Linked DNA regions of Manis pentadactyla: region 1 is linked to region 2. A link is a contact called in public Hi-C data. All regions are on one chromosome and are shown on one strand. The core of a region is the stretch at or near the end of the contact, and the rest is flanking DNA. Distances in the headings are between cores, read along the strand shown. Region 1 holds the start of CDO1 (cysteine dioxygenase type 1). Region 2 holds the start of TMED7 (transmembrane p24 trafficking protein 7).

Evidence for each region. A called contact is a pair of places that touch in the nucleus more often than the background predicts.
Region 1: a contact with region 2 is called in a Hi-C map of fibroblasts, with 7 times the contacts expected there. The contact joins the promoter of CDO1 here to the promoter of TMED7 in region 2. A contact is called at or near these places in 3 of 3 Hi-C or Micro-C datasets (blood, fibroblasts and skin fibroblasts).

Annotation. Positions count from the first base shown.
Region 1 is chr13:87,659,480-87,666,180 of mManPen7.hap1, forward strand. CDO1 (cysteine dioxygenase type 1) reads right to left here and starts at 1,402. Exons shown (of 5, transcript XM_036894593.2): 1 at 985-1,402. The coding sequence starts at 1,154. ATG12 (autophagy related 12) reads right to left here. Exons shown (of 4, transcript XM_036894619.2): 4 at 5,298-6,701.
Region 2 is chr13:87,513,540-87,520,091 of mManPen7.hap1, forward strand. It overlaps TMED7 (transmembrane p24 trafficking protein 7), which reads right to left and starts at 5,174. Exons shown (of 3, transcript XM_036894612.2): 1 at 4,747-5,174. The coding sequence starts at 4,938. LOC118917132 (a long non-coding RNA gene) reads left to right here and starts at 5,380. Exons shown (of 3, transcript XR_008993347.1): 1 at 5,380-6,552.

The DNA of each region.
Region 1 (6,701 bases), core at 152-2,651, 140 kb after region 2:
AACTATCCCTCCTCTCCCAATTCTCAAGCCACTGAAGCCATCAAGATCGAAGCGCTGACTGCGCTTTGGAAAAGTGTCGTCCTTCAGCGTAATCTAAGTTTTACTTCTGGCCCCCCAGAGGATTGGTAGATTCTTTTTCACTTAATCACCAAGCCAGGGGCTGCAGAGACCCAGCTTACCAGGGCATCTGTAACTCAAGCACATGTGGGAAGCGGCGGGCTTCAATTTACATTCCAGAGCCTCAGAACTGAGGATGAGAGAAAGCACACCGAGTAGGGGCTGAAGGGGAAGCAGTGGCTTAATTCGCAAACCAGAGTGAGTTTAAATAAACCCACAGTCCGGGAAGTTAGATTGGTTTGGGAGAGGGCGCAGCATCCTTTGAAATACAGCAGCTGACAACCCCAAAACGCTATTTTGCATTAGTAAAAATGCCTGATGGCAAGCTTGCAGGTGACCGAGGGCGAAGTGATGGAGAATTGGGGTCGGAGAACTGTGTCCTCCACCGTCGCCCCTTTCTCGGGATGGCTGATGTGGTTCTCCTCTGGGTTCACCCTCCATTGTGCAGCCAGTCCGTTCCTCAGCGCACCGGCGGCCACGGGGGTCTCCCGGCACCTCCGCGTCCCAGGCGAGCGACCGCTCCAGAGAGGAGGGCATTGCTCTAGAGACCCGGGGACCGGCTGGATGGGCGGCTTGGAAGAGAGCGGTTGACCAGCGAAAAGAGAACACAAAACTTTGCCGCGGCGCGGTGGCCACCCGCCGGGAGCCTGCCGCAGTCTCAGGCCAGCGTTTCCCACCTTTGGGCGACCGAGCGCAGCGCTGGGGTCGGGAAAACCTCGGTGGCTGCGCGAGGGCGGCGCGGCGGGCGTGCTCTCCCCGGGCCCGACTCCCACCCCGCACGCCCCCTCCCTTCCGATTCCGAGGCGGCGCGGCTGGGCTTGAGGCCCGCGCCCGACATCCAGGCGCGCAGGGCTGGCGCGCGCTCACCTGTACTGGTCGAACTTGGCGTACATTCCCCACTCGGCGGGATCGCTCTCGTAGGCTTCTAGCACGGCCTGCACCTCCTCCACGTTGACCTCCTCGCCGGCGAAGAGCTGGTGCAGGATGCGGATCAGATCGGCCAGGGTGCGCGGCTTCAGCACCTCGGTCTGCTCCATCCCCGCGGGAGCTGGCTGCGCGCGCGTCTCTGCTGGGCGGTGGCGGCGGAGCCGAGCGGGCCGAGGCCGAGGGACCCCAGCAGCTAGCTAGACAGCTACACACACACACACACTCGCCCCTAACTCGAGTGCCACAGCGGAAGGAAACCCGCACGAAGAGATCAAGGCGGGTGTGGGGGCACGCGGTGCGCGTAAATCGGAACCAAACAAAACTGCGGGTCCAGCCTCCCCTGCCTTTTTAAAGCTCTAGGAGTCAGCGGGAATGTACCAACGGCGCTGGAGGGTGGGAAGAGGCGGGGAGCTACCGCGGAGAAGACGCGGAGGCCCCGGGGCGGGGCGGGCGGGGAGCCGTGCACGTGGTCTCGGCCCCCCCAGCCCTGCTCCAGGGCGAGCGCCCGGCTGTCCCGCGGGCCTGCGCCCGCCGTGGGCTTGGAGCATCCTCTCCCCCACCTGGCGGGGCGCGTTCGGCCGCCCAGCCCAGGCACTCCGCGCGCTCCCGCACCCCCGCTCCCGTCGCTCCGGGAAGGCTCCCTTCTGCCGAGGTTCGCGACGCTGGGATGTGGACTGAGGGGTTCAGGAGAAGGCCCGGGGACGGCTGAGGAAGGAAGGGGAAGGAAAGGGGCCCCTCCTTCCAAGTAGCGCTGAGGAACTACTCCCCAGGTGGAGAGCTGCTGTTTTGTCGATTGAAACACTTGGTAACATGCTTGCTCCAGGCTAGATGAAAATAAGTCCGTCTTCCTTCTAAATGGACTGTACTGAAAGTACATTTTGACAAAGGAGACTCGGGTCTCGAGCAAGATTAGTGAAACGATGGAAGGCCAGGTATCCCTCTTTGATTTTCAAATCAAACATTTCCTTAAAAAATAAGATTCAGTGCAAAGCCCTGATGTTCAATCAGTGGTGAGAAGAAATGCTAGTTTTTTGGCTCCTAATGCAGCGATTTAAAGGGTAGTATATTAGGCTATTTAAGCCCTTTAATTCAAGGTGTGTGATTTTTGGAGCCTACCCGTAATACATATCAGGAAACATTTCTATGCTGTGCATAGCACTTAGCACGTTTTGAGAACACCACAAATTAAGTATGAACAAAAATAAAAATGTGAGGGACAAAAGAACTAAATGCAAGTATAGATTCTTTTCATAAATGGACCCAGGGATTAATTTGGATTCAAGGTTATTGAAGGTTTAGACCTGGAAGTCCAGTTTGTTTTTTCTAGATTTTGCTTCAACATGTGTATGTATAAAATATATATATTTAAATTTACTTGTGCTACCTTAAGTCTTAAACATCCCTGGCTAAACTGATTAAACAATATAAGTATTCTAACAACGTTGTTAGTCAAACTGGCACCTCAATCACCCAATGTTCAAAAAGGGCTATTGGTAGAAAGCACCCCTGAAGCCACCCTTTGGTAGAGAGAATGTTGAGTGAAATAGTTTGGGTCACAGTAATTCATCCACTTTTCATTGTTTATGCACAATTATTATTTTTTTAAAAATTTTTATTAAGGTATTATTAATATACACTCTTATGAAGGTTTCACATGAAAAAACGATATGGTTAGTACATTCACCCATATTATCAAGTCCCCACCCATACACCATTGCAGTCACTGTCCATCAGTATAGTAAGATGCCACAGATTCACTCACTGTTTGCCTTCTCTGTAGGCACAATTATTTTTATTCTCATCAGTGCCTTCTGTTGAGTCTCAATTACTGCATTTCAGCTATTCTAATCCATGAGTGTTTGAAATGAACAATGAACAACAAAAGTCAAGTACAGGCTTAATTTCTCTGCATTTCATAGTGGATTGTGTGCCTCTCGGTTTTTTGGACAGACTTTTTCCTATTTTCTCTGGCTCTTCTTGACTCTCAAACACCTCAAGAATCTTTCCTAATATAACAATATTCACAAATTCACGTTCATTGCCTCTAAACAGTCCCTTGAAGTCACAATTGCATTGGTCACTTCTCCCTGGATGCCTCTTACATTACCCTAATTTTTCCACTGAGATCAGTCTCAACATCTCTTGACACCTAACGCGCAACATATTTGAAATGCCTTGTAAGCCTGCTTTTCAAGTGCTGGAGGCTGTTTCTGCAATGAGGCAAACCAGGCTCACCCACCTCACCCATCACTGCCTACTTTTTCCTTATTTCATTTTCAAGCCCTTTCAACCAACTGTTAAATTTTCTATTTCCACAATATTTTATAGTTTTATGAAATTAAAAGAGGCTTGCTTTCAAGCTTTATCCTATTTTGACTGGATTGCTGCCCTGGCCTCCTAAATGGATTCCTTGGTTCCAGCTTTTCCCCATGTGAGTCCTTTACTCACAGCCACTAGATTAATTATCCTAACGCATAGATGGATGATGTAATTTGCTGGTTGGAAAATTTTCAGTTAACTCATACTTCCTACATACCAGGTATGTCAGTATGACATTTAAAATTCCTCATATTTTGACTCTAAATTACTTTTTTCAAATATATCCTGTCAAATTGTTATTTCTCATGCTTACCAAATCCATTCTTTTGCTTAAGCTTTTCCTTCCACCCAGATTCTGGGCCTTTTCAGTATGTCCACATCTTAAAGTCTTAGCTCAGAAGCCTTCCTCTCAAAAAAACAGTATCTCCTCCTGAACACTGGGCCAATATCACGCTTTCCTATGGCCCTTACTAGGAAACATGTATTGCAGTTACTCATGTGGGTCATCTTGACAGTGAGAACCTTTAGGACAGACTCCACTTACATTTTATTTTTATATTCTCCTCAATGCCTAGCACACAGTGCCTTGTGTATGCATAAATGAAGGTAGAAAAAGCATATTAGTAATTGGCTAGAGTAATTCGATTGCTTGTTCTTGTTCAGATCCTGGAGTTGTGAATTATCTAACCATCCATTCAACACATTTTTAAAAGCATGTGCTACATGCCAGGCACTGCTTACGAATTAAGTCTGCTCTTGGAGGGTTTATGTTCTAATGTGGGGATTGTTGGGGATGTAGACATGCCAACAGATAGTACATATAGTATATATGCAGAAATGGACAAATACTATGCATTATCAATGGAGAAAAATTAAGCAGGGGAAGGAGGTGGGCAGTGGTGAGTTTTCATTTCAGAGGGAGTTCAGGGGAACACTTCCTTTATGAAGTGGTATTTGAGCAGGGAAGGAAGGATGTTAGTGAGACTCACAGCTGTCTGGGGGAAGTTTCCAGATGGAGGAAACAGTTTAAGTGGAAAAGCCCTGGGGGAAACACGAAGTTGCAAGCTTAGTGTTTGAGTAACAGTGATGAACACGGATGTGGCTGGTGGCAGGGTGTAAAAATGGGGACTTTTTACGTGGGGATGGACCACTTAGGCCCTTGTAGGACAATGTAAGGTCTTCAGCTTTCAGTCAGATATGGGGAGCCATTTGGGGATTTTGGCCAGAGGAGAGAGCAGGTAAAGGCAAGTCAATTAGTTGGCTATTAACAATTTTAGTGAGATAACGGTGACTTTGGTTAGTGGGAGCAGAAGTGATGATCCTGGACATATTTTGAAAGTAAAAAGCTGCCAGGATTTGCTAACAGATTTGGGAAGTGGGTTGTCACAGAGGGACTGAGAATGAGTCTAAGCATTTGAAAGGAACAGACTTGCCACAAGCAGGAGGACTGGGGTGGAAATGGAAAAAAGACATGCTTCACGAATCTAGATACTAGAACAGAGAACAAATAGCTGGAAGAGGCACACAGGAAGACATTTCTATAGGAATAGAGCCATCTTAAATAAACAGTGTTTCCTTTGTGGCTATCACCAAAAGAAATCAACATATGCTTTATGAGTATCTCCTATAGACATGGAAGCAACTACAGGAGTTGATTTACAAGGATTCTTCTAAGTGAAGAGTCTATTCACAATCATACACACACATATTTTATCTTTCCAGAAAATACAGGTAAATCTATTATTTGGTATCAAATGTTACTTCCCATTATTTCTAAAAATTCAGTTAAAAAGTCCAAGAATTATTTAAATTATCTGAAAACCTGCTTCCAAATTAGAATGATAGGGCCATAAGACCAAGGGATCTTACTGATCTCATTCCAAATGCTGAGGACATCATAGGCAGCCAGTATGTGAATGAACAGATGGAAAGTATGAGCACATATAAGTTTATATTGTTTCAAGGCTTTTGATAGATTTTGCAAATTGCACTAAAAATGTAGTGCCAGTTCACATTCCATACACCAAGAAGATGACAGGGCATTTCCCCACAACTTTGCCATGACTGATAATTACATTGCTTTTAATTATTGCTATGATGGGTGCTAATCAGCATTTCATTTCTTTTTTATAACTTTTTGTGCTTTAGGGCCATCTTTTTCTTTATCAATTGCATTTTAATATTCCCACCTCCCTTTCAGATGTCTTTTTTCTTATCAAATGAGTTCTTCACATACTAGACACTAAAACCCTGTCAGACGTTGCAAATATTTTCATCTCCTGCCATACAAAGATGTCTTTTATTGTTGCTTTTCTAGGTTAAATCATACTTTGCAAGCCACACTATCATTCAATATAAATAAATGATTATATATGTGTAAGGAAATGTATTAAGTATTATATGTGTGTGGATACCAAATAAGAAACAAAAAAAGTCCTATTTTAAGGAACACTAATCATGAAAGGGCATTGGACGCCTGCTTGTAAGTGTTGTAATAGTGACAGTTTGCTCTAAGTATTCCACTGAGACAGTATCTCCTCCTTGATTGATTCACACAAACTAAGTTAAAATCTGAATTAAGCAGAGAGGATTGGAAGGGGTGAAGGTGTAAGTACACAGATGTAGGACAGACAAAAGGCACATTCAGGGAATAGTGAACACTCACACATCCAGTGTGGGTTGGAAATGTAGGGAAACAGTATTTATAAGACTAAGCCTACTGTATTATTTTCTGAGTACTTTTCAATATGTGGTTTGTAGCCGACTTCCCTAGTGCCAGCAGCTTACTCCGTGTATTATAATCCTTGGAAAATGAAGCAGAAGCTGCATGAAAGGCAACTTTCATTTTTAAACTCTTTACACCAGACTTTCCCATTTCTGGTTACACACAACTAAGTTGACTAATGCTATTTAACCTAAAGCATAGTCTGTACCTCTTCAGTTTTCTAATCTGATTAGAGTAGGTGATATTTAAGGTCCCTTCAGGGTTAAAACTTCTAGAAATCCTAGATTCCAGGAAGTACCTAATCTCATTTTGATTACAGATAAACATTCACTTTCCTCACACACCAAATATTGGGAATTCATGAAGTCCTTGGCATAGGTTATCTTCAAAGATAGACACACAATATTCTAATATTATACACACTGTATGCCATAGGCCATTTCTGCACAGTAAGATAAAGCATGACATTGACACAGATTTCCTCATAAACATGGGAAACTGAAAATAGAGCCTGAAGGTTCAACCCCTACCCCTCAAAGTTCAATTATAATTAACACAGTTTAAACAGACATCTGCAAAAATATCTGTATTATGTTTGAGTTTCTAGTCACTC
Region 2 (6,552 bases), core at 3,924-6,423:
ACGAATTTCCTTATGACAGGGGAAACGGAACTAGCTACCTAGCCAGACAACTATTCTAGTTAATACAGGTCCCTTACATCACTTAATTGCCCAACAACCCTACAGGAAAGAGTTTTCACTGTCCATCTGACAAATTGAGAAGCCGAGTTAAGCAACCTACCCAAGATTATAGTTGACCCTTGGTAAACACAGCATGTTGGGGGCACTAACCTTCCCCACCAAGTCAGAAGTCTGAGTATGACTTAACTCCCCCAAAACTTAATAGCCTACTGTTGACTGGAAGCCTACTGATAACATGAACAGTTGATCATGCATATTTTGTGTATGTATTATGTAATGCTTTCTTACAATAAAGCTAGAAAAAATAGTTTTTCAAACTGTTTTAAATGTTAAAAAATATTTCTAATTTATTTATTGAAGAACATCCACATCCAGTGGACCCACACAAATCAAACTCCTACTGTTCAAGGATCAACTGTATTCATCTAGTAAGAGGCAGAGCAGAACTTGAATTCCAAAGTCATACTCTTGACCCTTAAGCTTACTGCCATGTAATACTGTCCTTCCCAGATTTTCTGGCCCAGTTCCTATTAGCATCATCGAGACGCGCACATGAACAGCACACTGTAGTAGTAAAGTGGGTCGGTCCTTAGCACAACACCCCAAGTATATTTCTATCGTACAAACTAAGTTGATTTTTCTGCCACATTACAAATGAGTTGTGTTTCTTAAGTTCCTTTATAAGTCAGTTAAATGGAATTTCAGATATTCTGTTTTGAACTACATTATGAACTGAACAGACTTGTGGGCTGTTCTAAGAATATATCATCATTTACAAACTCATTTCCAAGAGAACCATAAATGATTAAGTCATATTGTTTATATATTTGTGATTAAGGCAAAAAGAAAACAGAACAACACAAATGGAAACAGATCTTTTACCTGGTAGCTTGTATTTAAGGACAAGCATTTTGAAAGGAAAGCCAGGTGTAGATGAAATGCTGCTTAAGAGGATTTCAGAGCTATTTTCAACTTAACCAGTCACAATTTGGGCCATTCGGTTGTAAAAGAGAGGAAAGAGCGAGTTTTCCTGAGTTAATTGGACAAGCATAGTAAAAGAAAAAAGGGGAAAAGAGATAGGCCTCCTTATATGAGAAAAAAACTGAGTGGGAAGAAAGAGGGAGAGGAGACAAGAGAAGAAACCTTGAGAAATAAGTGATGAAGAGGGTTCCCAACCACGAGACTGGGTGGCACAAGCCTACATTTTCAAGCTTGGACCCTGTTGGTCTGCAGAGGGTTCACATTCTAATTCTGTAGCACAAAGAGATTAAACTTTGATCTTCGAGGAAGGAGTGGTTACTGATGTGACCTTTAGTCACTTAGAGATATGATGAATAACCGAACTATGTCACAAGATCATTTTGGTAATTAGGTGAAGTATTACGCACTTAGGAAGCTGTAAGGAATATAGGAATATGTAAATATTAATATACAGAAATAATGCTTTGACGTAAAAATGGTGACTTATCAATTGGGCATTTGCTCCTCTCCCCAAAAGTCAACAACCTTTCCTCCAGATGAACACAATGACTTCATTCTTAAGTACCCATTATTTGTATGCAACCGTTGTTCTCGGAGTAATCAAACACATGTACAAACTCAACAGGACCAGAACTGATCATCATGCCAATTTTCCTCCATCAAACATTAAAACAAATACTCTTATTTCAGGTAAAGGTACCCTTTTACAAAAAAGAAGTACCCCTGGCTGTTCATGTAAACAGAAACTGGGAATCATCACAAATTCAGTGTCCCTACCTGTCCAGTTAATCACAGCAATCTCTTGATGTTATTGCCTCTCTCTGATCCACCCCTCTCTTCTATTCCTAATCCATAAACCAGACAGGACCACTGCCACAGTTTCCTAAAAGGTCTTCCCACAACCCAACCTCTCCTCCCTCTAATTCGCAGTTTCACCTCCACTAGGCATTCTGGGCTGGGTAATTCTTTGTTGGCGGGGCTGTGCTGCCCTGTGCATTGTAGTGCACTGGGCAGCATCTCTGGTCTCCATCCACAAGAGCCCAGTAGCATCTCCACCCCACGTCTCCTAGGGGTGTGAGGGCAAGGGCACCACTTCCCATCCTTTCTTATATCCCATTCACTTAAAACCTTTTGACAATTCCTGTGGCCTATAGAAAAATGCAAACCTGTTAATAATGGCATACCACTCCTATGTCTCAAGGAAGCCTCAGCACCTCTTTTAAACCCTTTCTCATTCTGTGTTCCCAAAATACCAGACTACCAGAAATCCTCATAGCAGGTCTTTGCTTTACCTCTGCACTAACAGTGGCAAGTTAAACAGGCTGTTTGCTAAAGAAGAATTACAGGACTCAAAGTGACAATGCTTACAAATCTACACTTCATTACAGGAAAAAGAATATAAAACATCACAGCCAAAAGCCGTCTCACAGCAAAGATCAGGAGAGGTCAGGAGTGGGCTCCTCTGTCCTCTAAGGACTGTGGCCAGACTTACATTCTGTCTCAAATCAAGAACCACTTAAGTCTGTAAGGAACACCTTGGGCCCAACATAAGAGTCTTGGCTGGGTTTTTCTATTTCCTGGTCACACAGGCATATTCCTGCTACGTAACCACTCTCAAGAGCAGAGATTCTGAGGGTCTCACCCAAATCAGGTGCAAACCACAAATCTCACTGTCACCAATAAACAGTGTTGACAAAACTGGTACAAACCACTCTGAAAGCCTTCCCACCCAGTTATAAAGCAACAGTAGCCCTCAGTGTATTTCAGTGCCACCTCAGGCTCACTTCAGAAATTAAGTCTCACAAATATAACACATCTGCCTAGGATATCCTTTTCCCCTCTGCCTCCTCTAGACTCAGATCAAACATCAGCCCCTCAGCTGAATTTCCTGATGATCCCTCCCCTTTGGTCAGTACTGTATCTAAGTGTGTGCTTTCACTGTTGTATTTAATGTGAGATGACTGTGTTTGTGTAAGCTCTCTGAGATCAAGGTCAGTCTTATTTATCTTTGGGAGGTAGTATAACAAGGTAGTGACGAATTTATCCTGGAACTGCATGCTGATTCTGCTACTTGCTAAGTTTTGTGACCTTGGGTCTTAACCTATCTAAGTCTCAGTTTCTTCCTCAGGAAAAGAGAAATAACTTTATGTCCCAGTGAGTGGTCCTGAGAATTAAGTAATACACCTTAAGTACTAAGTATAGTGTCTATTGTGTAACCGATGGTAATTTTCAGCCCCTAAGAGAAGTAGTGGCAGTACTCTCAGCACAATTACAGTCTCTGCATATATAAGAATTCAATAAATGCCTGTTAAATTAAAATAAAAATCTGGCTGACACTTCATATTATAATTATTGCTATCGTTTTTGTGCCCTGGTCCTAATCCACAAAGTTCAGCAAGCATAAGGGTCATTTTATGCCCCCGGCTCTCATTCACTATAGCCAAATCATCACCCAGTCCTGAGAAAAAACCAGCCAAGTCTCTCTAATCCTTTCACTTTTCACCTTCCCCAGGCTGCCACTCTAGTCTAAGCCTGGACCACTACAACCTCATAATCAGTTTCCTACATCCACTCTGTAAGACTGTAATACTTTCTCTACCTGCCAAGTTAATATCCACACAGCTACCAATATCTGGATCATGTAACTTCACAGCTTACCACCCTCTGATGGCTTCCCATACTCCTAGGAAAAACTAAAATACTTAACACGGCCAGCAAGGCACTACATGGTCTGGCCCCTGCTGACCTCCCTTCCTCTGGCTCCTAATTCCCAACCACACTGGACCTTTCTATTCCTACTCTTACCACAGGGCCTTACAAAAGGTCCGCCCAGCGCTGCTCCGACCCTGGCCGCTCCATCCCAAGACCGCAGCGAAGGCCTCAATGGATCAGCGGGGACGCGCGGGTCAGGTCTATGGGGTCTTCAATTCCCAGTCACTGTTATTACAAGGACCCTTTTGCCCTTAAGCACTTACAACTCATCCTTTACAGTTCAGCTTAAAATCATTTCCTAAAGGAAGCCTTCACAGATTCCAAAGACCAGATCCTACATCTCCTATTTTCTGCTCTTAAAGCAGTTTTGATGAATGAGCACGTACTAATGAAGGGTAGGATGTTAACGAATCAGGAATGATGGTAGCCACCCTAGTTCTTCTGATCACGCCCGTATCACCAGCGCCAAACAATGGCTGCTTAAATATGTTAAATGTCTACCCACAAAAATAGGAACAGTAAAGATTGTTCTAACCAACTTAAGAAACTACATTCGGTTAAAGTTTCTCTTCTATATAATCTCAAACATAAGAGCCTCATTTATCACAGCAATTCTTTGCACACCACCTTCGTAGACGGCCATCCGGCCACAAATGGAGCTCCTCCAACGACAGGGACAGCATTAACCGAAGCGCTAAATCGTGGAAAGACTTAGATATTGGCAGCACTTTAAATCTGACCAAATCGGAGACGTGGATTAGAGGGCGGGGATTGACACTGGGCACGGTGGAACCGGAATAACTTTTAAACAAGGTGTCTGTTAAAGAAGGAAGTTCAACAGGCCTCAACGTAAACGGCATTAGAATGGAAAGAAAAGTCCCGGCTACAGGAAGCATTCCTGGAATTCACGCCTCATCCGGTCTTACGCGTCTCTCGCCCAAGGTCTAGAAGCGGACAAGCCGGGCCGGAGCGGGAGCCCCCGCAGCGCGGTACCTGGAACTCGAGGGTACACTTGGTGCCGTGCGTGATGTCCTCGTAGAAGCACTGCTTGGCGTTGTCGGGCAGCTCGAAGGTGATCTCGGAGGCGCCGCCGGGCCGCGGCGCCACCAGCAGCAGCGCGAGCAGCCCGCAGCCCCATTGGCACGCGGCGGCCGCCCAGCGCTGCGCGGACCCCGGCCGCCCCATCCCCGGACAGCTGCGGCGGCCTCGACGGAGCTCGGGACACGCGGAGCACGTCTGCGCGGACTCGGAGCGGCAGGCCTCAGCCCAGGCCGCCCGCAAAGACGCACGGCAGGGTCGCTCGGAGCCTCGGAGAGATTCGCGACGAGGGGTGGGTCACGGGGCGCGGGTGAGGGGCGCCAGGACACCCGGCTGGGGCCGCGGACGACCCAGGAAGCAGACACACAGCCGGCAGCAAACCGGCAACAAACAACCGGAAAAGGCCTGGCCTGGCCGGAAGTGGGGGCGACGTGTTGGGCAGAGGGGCGGGGCCTGAGTGCCCTGCTCCAGCGACCCGGATGTGCTCTCCCCGGGCCGGGGGCAGAGGCGTTGGAGTGTGTACGTGGAAGCTTGCGAGGCGGCCTGCCAGCACGACCGCTCTCTCCGAGGGGCGGGGCCAGGAGAAGGGGTGTGGCCAGGCTCTGCCTCTGGATGCCCGCGATCGGACCTCGCAGCCCGTGAGAGTCAACTGAGCAGGCTTGGTTCCCGGGAGGGCTGATCGCCGGGGAGGCTTAGAGGGGGTAACGAAGAACTCATTTTGCTCTGGACGGGGCAAAACACCGGTGGTAGAGCGTTGTGCAGTTCGCAGAGAGGTTTGTCATAAATAATAAATATTTGGGGGAAGCGGCTCAGCTAGGAGCGCCAATTCGGGCACCACCAGACTGCCCGAGTTTTAATCCCTGCTGTGCTACATACTGGCTGTGTGACCTTGAAGCTTAACCTCTCTGCTTTAGTCTGAATCTGTAAAATGATGACCATTTTGGAAAAACTACCTAGAAGAGTGATTATCATACAATAAACACTAAATAAGCTTTTGTTATATATAAATAAACATCTAGTGAGCACTCTTATCAGGCACTGTACTAAGCACATTACATATATTTTGTTGATTCTTAAAACAAACCTATAATGTAGGTATTGCGCTTATTTTAATGAGAAAATTGAGGATCCAAGAACTTAAGTTGCCTGTGATCACATCACTGGTTTATCGTGGAGTGTTTAAAAAATAACAGGCATTGATTTATTAAATTATGCGTTTTCTTCTGCATGTAAACACGAATTAGGCATTCCTATAAATGACCCTGCCGAGGCTCGTGTTTTTTAACATGATCAATAGAGTGTGGTAGTATTATGAGAAGGAAATAGAAACCAGTGTGTAGGAGCCAGGCGGGGTTGGGGGGCTGGGATGGTGATGAACAGGGAGGTTCAGGACCCCTAGCATCCTGGGGTGCCCAAAGCCTCCGAAGTGGGGGAATGAGCTCTAGGAGATGAGATATGGGGAAGAATGCACCTTCTTGAGAACTGGGCCCCAAACAGAAGAATTGTGTTCATGAGTGGAAAGAAAAATGTATTTCAAAGTAGAAAATGTGGACTCTCTATTTTCTAACTCTTGACTTGTAGCAAGTAACATTTTTCTTCTACACCTAAGTTTCCTCATACGTAAAATGGCAATACAGACAAAGTGTGAATGAGTAAGACTAAAACCACTGGGCAGTACATTACACACCCCCAGATAGGCAAAATTTAAAAAATGCAACAGTACTAGATATTGGTAAACATATAGAGCAACAAGATCCCTCA